Linked DNA regions of Mus musculus: region 2 is linked to region 1. A link is a contact called in public Hi-C data. All regions are on one chromosome and are shown on one strand. The core of a region is the stretch at or near the end of the contact, and the rest is flanking DNA. Distances in the headings are between cores, read along the strand shown.

Region 1 (3,652 bases), core at 775-3,274:
GTGGCACACCCCTTTCATCCCAGCACTTGGGAGGCAGAGGCAGGCAGATTTCTGAGTTCGAGGCCAGCCTGGTCTACTGAGTGAGTTCTTGGACAGCCAGGGCTACACAGAGAAACCCTGTCTTGAAAAAACAAAAACAAAACCCAAGGTGAATCGGAGGCAGATGCCTTATTCCTTTGTTAGCTGTCCATATACTAGTTTCATACATAGCTAGTGTATGTAACACTCCCACTACACACACCAAGTGCCAGTCCATCTGTAATACATCCTCTGTGTGCATCCACTTTTCACAGTCTTTCCACCCCCCAAACCCCCACTGTATTCTTTTCCCTTTTCGAATTACTAGGAATTGAACCTAAGACCTTGCATAAGCCAGACAAACACCATGCCACTAAGCTACACCCCTAGCCTTTCTTTTCAACTGTAGACAGTATCACTAAGTTGTTCATGCCGGCCTTGAAGTCACTTTGTAACTCAGGTAGCCTTTGAGTTTAGCATCCTTCTCACTCAGCACCCCTAAGGAGCTGAGTTTATAGGCCTGCAGTCTGGACATTTCCCAAACCTCGGAGATCCTTTGCCCTGCCTGAGCGGTTTACCACTCCTGCTTCTGTCCTAGAATTTAAATGAGTAAGAACTCTTCTCAGGACAGTGGCTGGCATACACAAAGGGAATATTTGCAGGGTGATTAGGTGGCATGTATCACTAAGTTTTTCTCTACAACTTTAGATAACCCAGTTACTCATGAAGTCTTTCTAGATTACAAAATTTAACTTTGTTTTTTTTTCTTTGAGCAGATTCTATTCATTGACTCTAATAATAAATATTCACTGTTATTTTTAAACTACGGCTATCATTTACAAGGTGGCTATGATGGATGAGGTTCTACAAGAATGGCACAGAGAAACTCAAATTGTTTAAATTCACTTTTACAGAGTAGGAGACTGGAGCCAGGAAGGTGGCTCAGGAGGGTAGTGGTGCCTGCATCAAGCCTGCCAACTTGAGAAAGTCGACTCCCACAAACCTGTCCTCTGACCTCCACGTGTGCACACAAGACAGTCACAAACTAAGTCAGGATATTAAAAAGAATTTCGCTCGAAGTCACAGGGCACTATTTTACCCTATCCTGACTAATCTCTGTTTTCCTACAAAGAGTATCAATACTAGCTTTTTCCAATTCCAGTGTCATCAGTTCAGGCATAAAACGCTTGCCATAGCAATTGTGTGCAGGGTATGTCCATTATACGGTTCACTCCAAACTCTCAGGCGCTCTCTAATTCTGGGGTTCTGAATGGTGAAGAGTACCTGGAAATAAGTTTTACTGAGACTAGGGGAACCCTCGGAGAGTTCTCTTATTGCTAGACCGGAAGGTAGGCTGTAGATGTCCCCTGTCCCACCCCCACCACACTTAAGGTTTATTTTTATTTATGGGCATGTGTGTATATAATGTGTACTGGTACCAAATGGTATCAGATCCCCTGGAGCTGGGGTTACAGGCAGTTGTGGGTGCTGGGGACCAAAGTCTGGTCCTCTAAGAGTAGTATGTTGAGGCGTCCCTCCAGCTCCCGTGGGTGCCTTTTACACCTCTAAGATGGGGATCTTAGAGACTTTCCATATGTCGGGTGTACAAAGACAACTCAGGAAGAATCCAGCACCAATCCTGTCAAGCTGAGGGTTGGTAAGGGGTAGGTTGACCTCACCCATTTCCTTCTTCCCAAAGCCCCAGGTAAGTAAGCTAAAAGCCTAAGGTTTGGACCAGGACTAGACGTTAAGGACTCAGGCACCAGAGGGTCTCCTGTCATTTGGGGCCTCACAAACCCAACCCACGTGTATGGTATTCCTTGGAGGTTTTAATTCTCCATCGAGTCAGAGTTGTCAAAGAGGTTCAGGTTCTCTCAATCAGAGGCGGCCAATTCCAAGAAGCTTTCGCCAGTGGGCTTTCGAAGGAAAACCTAGCGTTAAGGTCCCAACCACTGAAGAGCCCACCCTCGTACCTAACTGCCGGGCCACACCCGAGGCCTTCGCGCGGCTCCCGCCCGACTCCGGGTCCCGCCCCCGCGTGTCAAGCTACCGGCCGAGTAGCCTGATCGCCAGCTGCTCCAGCGCGTCAATGGCTAAAAGAAACGTGGGATTCCGAGCCCCGCCCCCCGCCCCGCCCAGCCCCGCCCCGCCCCCGGCGCACTCGCGCGCCCTCCACGCCCACGCCGGGCCAGCAGTTGCCCTTCTAGCTGGAGTCGGTGCGGGTCGGCGTAGGTCCCCTGGGAAGGGTCGGGAGACTCGGGCTACGTCCTTTCCCTGGGCTGCCGGCTTCCACTGTCGCAGAGAAGCGACCCCACGCGGCGGCGATCGACTCATTCAAGGGCTCCCAGCGAGGAAACCGCTCGGGCGCTGCCAGCTGGGTCGGGCGGAGCTGCGCGGGCCGCAGGGTGGCTCTGCCAGTCCCTGAGTGCCGGGTCGGCCGCACACGTGTCTTAGCGTCACGTCCGCGCGCGCCCCCGGGGCTTGCGTCAGCTGCCGCTCCTGAAGCGAGTGGGCCAGGGCTCTGCGCACCAGAACGCCGCCGGAGGAGGGCACCGCACGGCCGCGAGCCCCGAGAGCGACGACCATCCGGGTGCCGCCGAGAGGATCGGCGCGGTCCGGTCCCCGCCCTCCCGGTGCCGGTCGGGTCCGCGCTGGGTCCCCCGGGCTGGGCGCCGTGGCGTTGCCCCGGAGCCCGCCACCCGCGGGGCGCGCACCGCCTTAACCCGGGCGGCCCCGCGGCAGGCAGACGCCCGCAGGTCCATGGTGGGCTCGGAGCGCGATGAGCCGCCCGTCCTCCACCGGCCCCAGCGCTAACAAACCCTGCAGCAAGCAGCCGCCGCCGCCTCAGACCCCGCACGCCCCGTCCCCGGCTGCGCCCCCGGCCGCCGCCACCATCTCGGCAGCGGGCCCCGGCTCGTCCGCGGTGCCCGCCGCGGCAGCGGTGATCTCAGGCCCCGGAGCCGGCGGCGGGGCCGACCCGGTGTCCCCGCAGCACCACGAGCTGACCTCGCTCTTCGAGTGCCCGGTCTGCTTTGACTATGTCCTGCCCCCCATTCTGCAGTGCCAGGCCGGGCACCTGGTGTGTAACCAATGCCGCCAGAAGTTAAGCTGCTGCCCGACGTGCAGGGGCGCCCTAACGCCCAGCATCAGGAACCTGGCTATGGAGAAGGTCGCCTCGGCAGTTCTGTTTCCCTGTAAGGTAAGTCCAGCCACCATCCGCAGATCTGCCAAGGAACCTTCCAGAGTTCCGGTGCCCTCCAGCGCACTTGAAGGCCCTAAGAGGCGAATGGCATTTCACTGTTTCCATCTGTCTGTCTGTCTTTCTCCTCTCCTCTCTCTCTCTCTCTCTCTCTCTCTCTCTCTCTGTCTGTCTCTCTCTCTCTCCTCCCTCTCTCTCTCTCTCTCTCTCTCTCTCTCTCTCTCTCTCTCTCTCTCTCTCTCTCTCTCTCTCTCTCTCTCTCTGGCGCACTCTCTCTGTCTCCGGTGTGTACGTGTGTGTACCTTGTCTATTGTTTCCAGGCCAACCTGTCCATTTTGGGAACTAGCAACTAGGGTTGACGTTTGCCGGAGCACTGACTGTAGATAAGTTGGCACTTGATGACGGTTTAGAAGCATCCCAGCTCTCCCAGCCAAG
Region 2 (3,718 bases), core at 46-2,545, 3.8 Mb before region 1:
CCCCTTCCATTCGGCTACCTCCATCCCTCTGCCCCCATGATTATTTTCTTCCCCCTTCTAAGTGGGATTGAAGCATCCTCATTTGAGCCTTTCTGCTTGTTAAACTTTAAGTACTGTGGATTGTATCCTAGGTATTCTGTACTTTTTTAGTTAATATCCACTTATCATTGAGTACGTACCATGCATGTCCATTTGGGTCTGGATTACTTCGATGATCAGGATATTTTCTTGTTCCATTCATTTGCATGCAAAATTCATGATGTCCTCATTTTTAATAGCTGAATAGTATTCCACTGAGTAAATGAACCACATTTTCTGTATCCATTCTTTGGTTGTTTCCAGCTTCTGGCAATTACATATAAGGCTGTTATGAACATAGTGGAGCACATGTCCTTGTGGTATGGTAGGACATCTTCTCATATATTCACAAGAGTGGTATAGTTGGGTCTTCAGGTAGAACTATTTCTAATTTTCTGAGGAACTGCCAGATTAGATACAAGTAACCTATGACAGCCTCAAACTCATTATACAGCTAAGGGTCAAATTCTGATTTATCATCTTCCATCTGCTGTTTGCTGAGATTGCATACCTGCACCACAACACCGTTTATACTGTTTGGGATTAAAACCATGCCAGGCAAGCACTCTTATCAATTGAGCTGACACCCAAGTTCCAGGATTAAAGTTTTTTTTTTTTTTTAAGATTTATTTATTTTATGTATATGAGTTTACTATAGCTGTTTTCAGACACACCAAAAGAGGGTATGGGATTTGATTATGGATGGTTGTGAGCAACCATGTGGTTGCTAGGAATTGAACTCATGACTTCTAGGAGGAGCAGTCAGTGCTCTTAACGGCTGAGCCGTCTCTCCAAGCCTAGTATTAGAGAGTCTTTAAAGAAGGTATTTGGGTGCGTATATTTGACTGAAAGAGGTGCCAGGCGTTTTCTAAGAAATAAGAACTTCTTTGGTCTTTGAGGACAGAGTACACAATGGTCGATGGTTTTGTTGGGTATGTATTTGCATGGCTTTGCAAATAAGTTCTAGGTTTAACAAAGTAATTAAAATTCACTCAAATTTCCACATTTTCTCAGGCTAGTTTAAATTCCCCGCCATCCGAAGGACGCCCACCCAGGAGCTAAGTTTCTGGCCAGAACACGAACCGCGGCTCACACCGCTGGCGCCGTCCGTGACGTCACCGGAAATGTCTGCTTGTGACACTCAACGTCCCGCCCTCTCGCGCTGGGCGCCGGAAGCAAAGCAGAGGGGAATGTGCGCCCGCTTCCGGGCCCGGACGCCATTTTCAGCGGTTGAGTTTTGGCAGAGCTGCTAGTCGGCTCCGACAATGAGCTACGACTATCATCAGAGCTGGAGCCGCGATGGGGGCCCACGGGGCTCCGGCCAGGGCTCCAGCGGCGGCGGCGGCGGAGGGAGCCGGGGCTCGGGCGGCGGCGGAGGGGGCCGCGGCGGCCGGGGCCGGCATCCCGCACACCTTAAGGGTCGCGAGATCGGCCTGTGGTACGCCAAGAAGCAGACGCAGAAGAACAAGGAGGCTGAGAGGCAGGAGGTATGGAGGTCTCGTCAGGACGCGTTTGCTCTCCCTGGCGTTTGCTCGAGCTCGATGCAACCTCTGTCGAGCCCCGGGTAACGGGTCACCCGATGGGTTGCGCCTCCATCCCAAGCCATCACTGCTGCAGCCGATGCATGCTCTGTTTACGGACTTGAGAACTGAACTGAGGGTGAATGCTAAATTCAGACTCTAGCCAAGCCGACTCTTATTAGGGGATGCAATCATTTAGAATGCTTGCTGTCACCTTTAAGTTTTTTCCCCGAAGCAGCCAACAAAAGCATTAAAACACTGTCTTAAGTGTGTAGATCTTGGAGAAAAAAGTAGTTTAGGTAATAGTATTAGCATTAAAGTGAGTCATATGCTGGTCTTTTTTTTTTTTTTTTTCTCCCTTTCTGTTCTGAATTTTCTGTTGACTAGCAGCGCCTCTTTTAAGACTTATTGAAAGGAAGACGCTGTAGAGAAGTATTTGGCTAATTTCATCAGGAAATTGTCAGTTTGGTTTGTATCTTGAAGACCTGTAGTATAGGAAGCATCGTGTTTTTGTTGTCTGTTTTGTTTTGTTTTGTTTTGTTTTGTTTTGTTTTACCTGAGACAGGGTTTGTGTAGCCTTGGCTGTTCTGAACCTGCTCTGTAAATCAGGTTGGCCCTGAACACACAGAGATCCACCTACCTCCGAGATTAGAGGTGTGCACCACCAACCCAGCAAACATAATGGTTTTTGAGTGACCTGGTCTAAGTAACTCCATCATTGCGCAGAATCTTTAAGTGTTTGGACACTGTTTCATACATGCTTTTTTGAATGCTAAAGACCTTTGCATTCTAATAGGGGGAAAGAAATACCTAAACAAATAAGTTCAATAAGCGGATCTTTCCAGATATACACAGGACACACGTAACTTGTGCCCTGGATATTGATGCTACATAGTGCAGGCTGACCTTGTACTCCTAGTCCTCTTTTCATTCCCAGTGCTGGGATTTCATATGTGCACACCTCAGGGCTAGGCTTTTTTTATTAGTTGACCCCTTGATCCCAGTCCCATCCCCAAACTTCCACTTTAGCAAATGCCAGTGTTGTTTATTCACCTGCCATGTGGAAGTGAGCATTGATTTTTCTCTTTTCATTTTGGGAAATCTGTTTGCTCTGCTTTCTTGCTTATCTCTGCAGCAAGTATGGGTCAGACCTCTTAACTTGTTATTTGAATTATAGCCGCCCACCCCAGTCCCATTGTGGTCTCTTAAAACGTGATTCCTTAAGTGGTCTTTAGATCATTTTATTCTTTACTTCCCAACTTGTTTATTGAAGCCATGCAGCTTCTGCCTCTCATTGGTGTTGCCTGGGAACCATGTGATCTGGCTGTAACCTGTAACCCTCCTTGGGTTGATTTTTCCCAGCTCAAGCTCTGAGGCTGATGTAATCATTTATGATTTCTGCTCCTTATTACTTTTTTTTTTTTTTTTTTACCATTTTCCTCTCTAAAACGAGTCTTTGAATTATCTCTAAACATGGTTTTCAATTGGTATAATTCTTTTCAGCACTTTTGGCTTGATAAGATTTTTATCCTAGAATTTCCATCGCTTTTACATTCAAACAAGCCTCATGCTTGCAGATGAAAATACTCCAGTGGGTCCTCATAGTTCTTTCCATATATGTGTATGGCAAACTTACTATTATAGTACCTAATTTATAGAGATGATGTGTGCTAAGGGCCATAGACAGAATGCTATGTTACTAAATAGGAGGATATGGGCTTTCTAGTCAAATGAAAGGATCTTAAAAGATAGAGATAGTTAGCCGTTACTGGGCTACAAGTGAGGGCTTCTGGATGAGCAAGGCTTCGCAGCCTTTCTAATTCTGTGACCTTTTAATACAGTTCCTCATGTTTTGGTGACACCCCCCACCCCCATACACACATGCCTTAAATTTATTTGGTTGCTGTTTTGTAATTTTTTTTTTTTGCTCTTCTTATAAGTGTAATGTAAATGTCTGTGTTTTCCAGTGGGCTTACGAGACTCCTGTGAAAGGGTCGTTTGACATTAAGGGGTCTATGAGAGACGATGACCTAGAAACATCTTCACTAGATTTAGCATTTGGCATTGCAAGGGCCCGTGGATACTATTGAAATGAGGGTACATAATGAAAAGAATGGCCT

Evidence for each region. A called contact is a pair of places that touch in the nucleus more often than the background predicts.
Region 2: a Hi-C map of CD8 T cells shows a contact between it and region 1, with 8 times the contacts expected there. The contact joins the promoter of Dhx36 here to the promoter of 4930593A02Rik in region 1. A contact is called at or near these places in 2 of 484 Hi-C or Micro-C datasets (CD4 T cells and CD8 T cells).

What each region holds. Positions count from the first base shown.
Region 1 is chr3:58,690,961-58,694,612 of GRCm38.p6, reverse strand. 4930593A02Rik (RIKEN cDNA 4930593A02 gene) reads right to left here and starts at 2,024. Exons shown (of 9, transcript NR_045167.1): 1 at 1,992-2,024. Siah2 (siah E3 ubiquitin protein ligase 2) reads left to right here and starts at 2,225. Exons shown (of 2, transcript NM_009174.3): 1 at 2,225-3,217. The coding sequence starts at 2,798.
Region 2 is chr3:62,504,565-62,508,282 of GRCm38.p6, reverse strand. It overlaps Dhx36 (DEAH (Asp-Glu-Ala-His) box polypeptide 36), which reads left to right and starts at 1,295. Exons shown (of 25, transcript NM_028136.2): 1 at 1,295-1,565. The coding sequence starts at 1,344.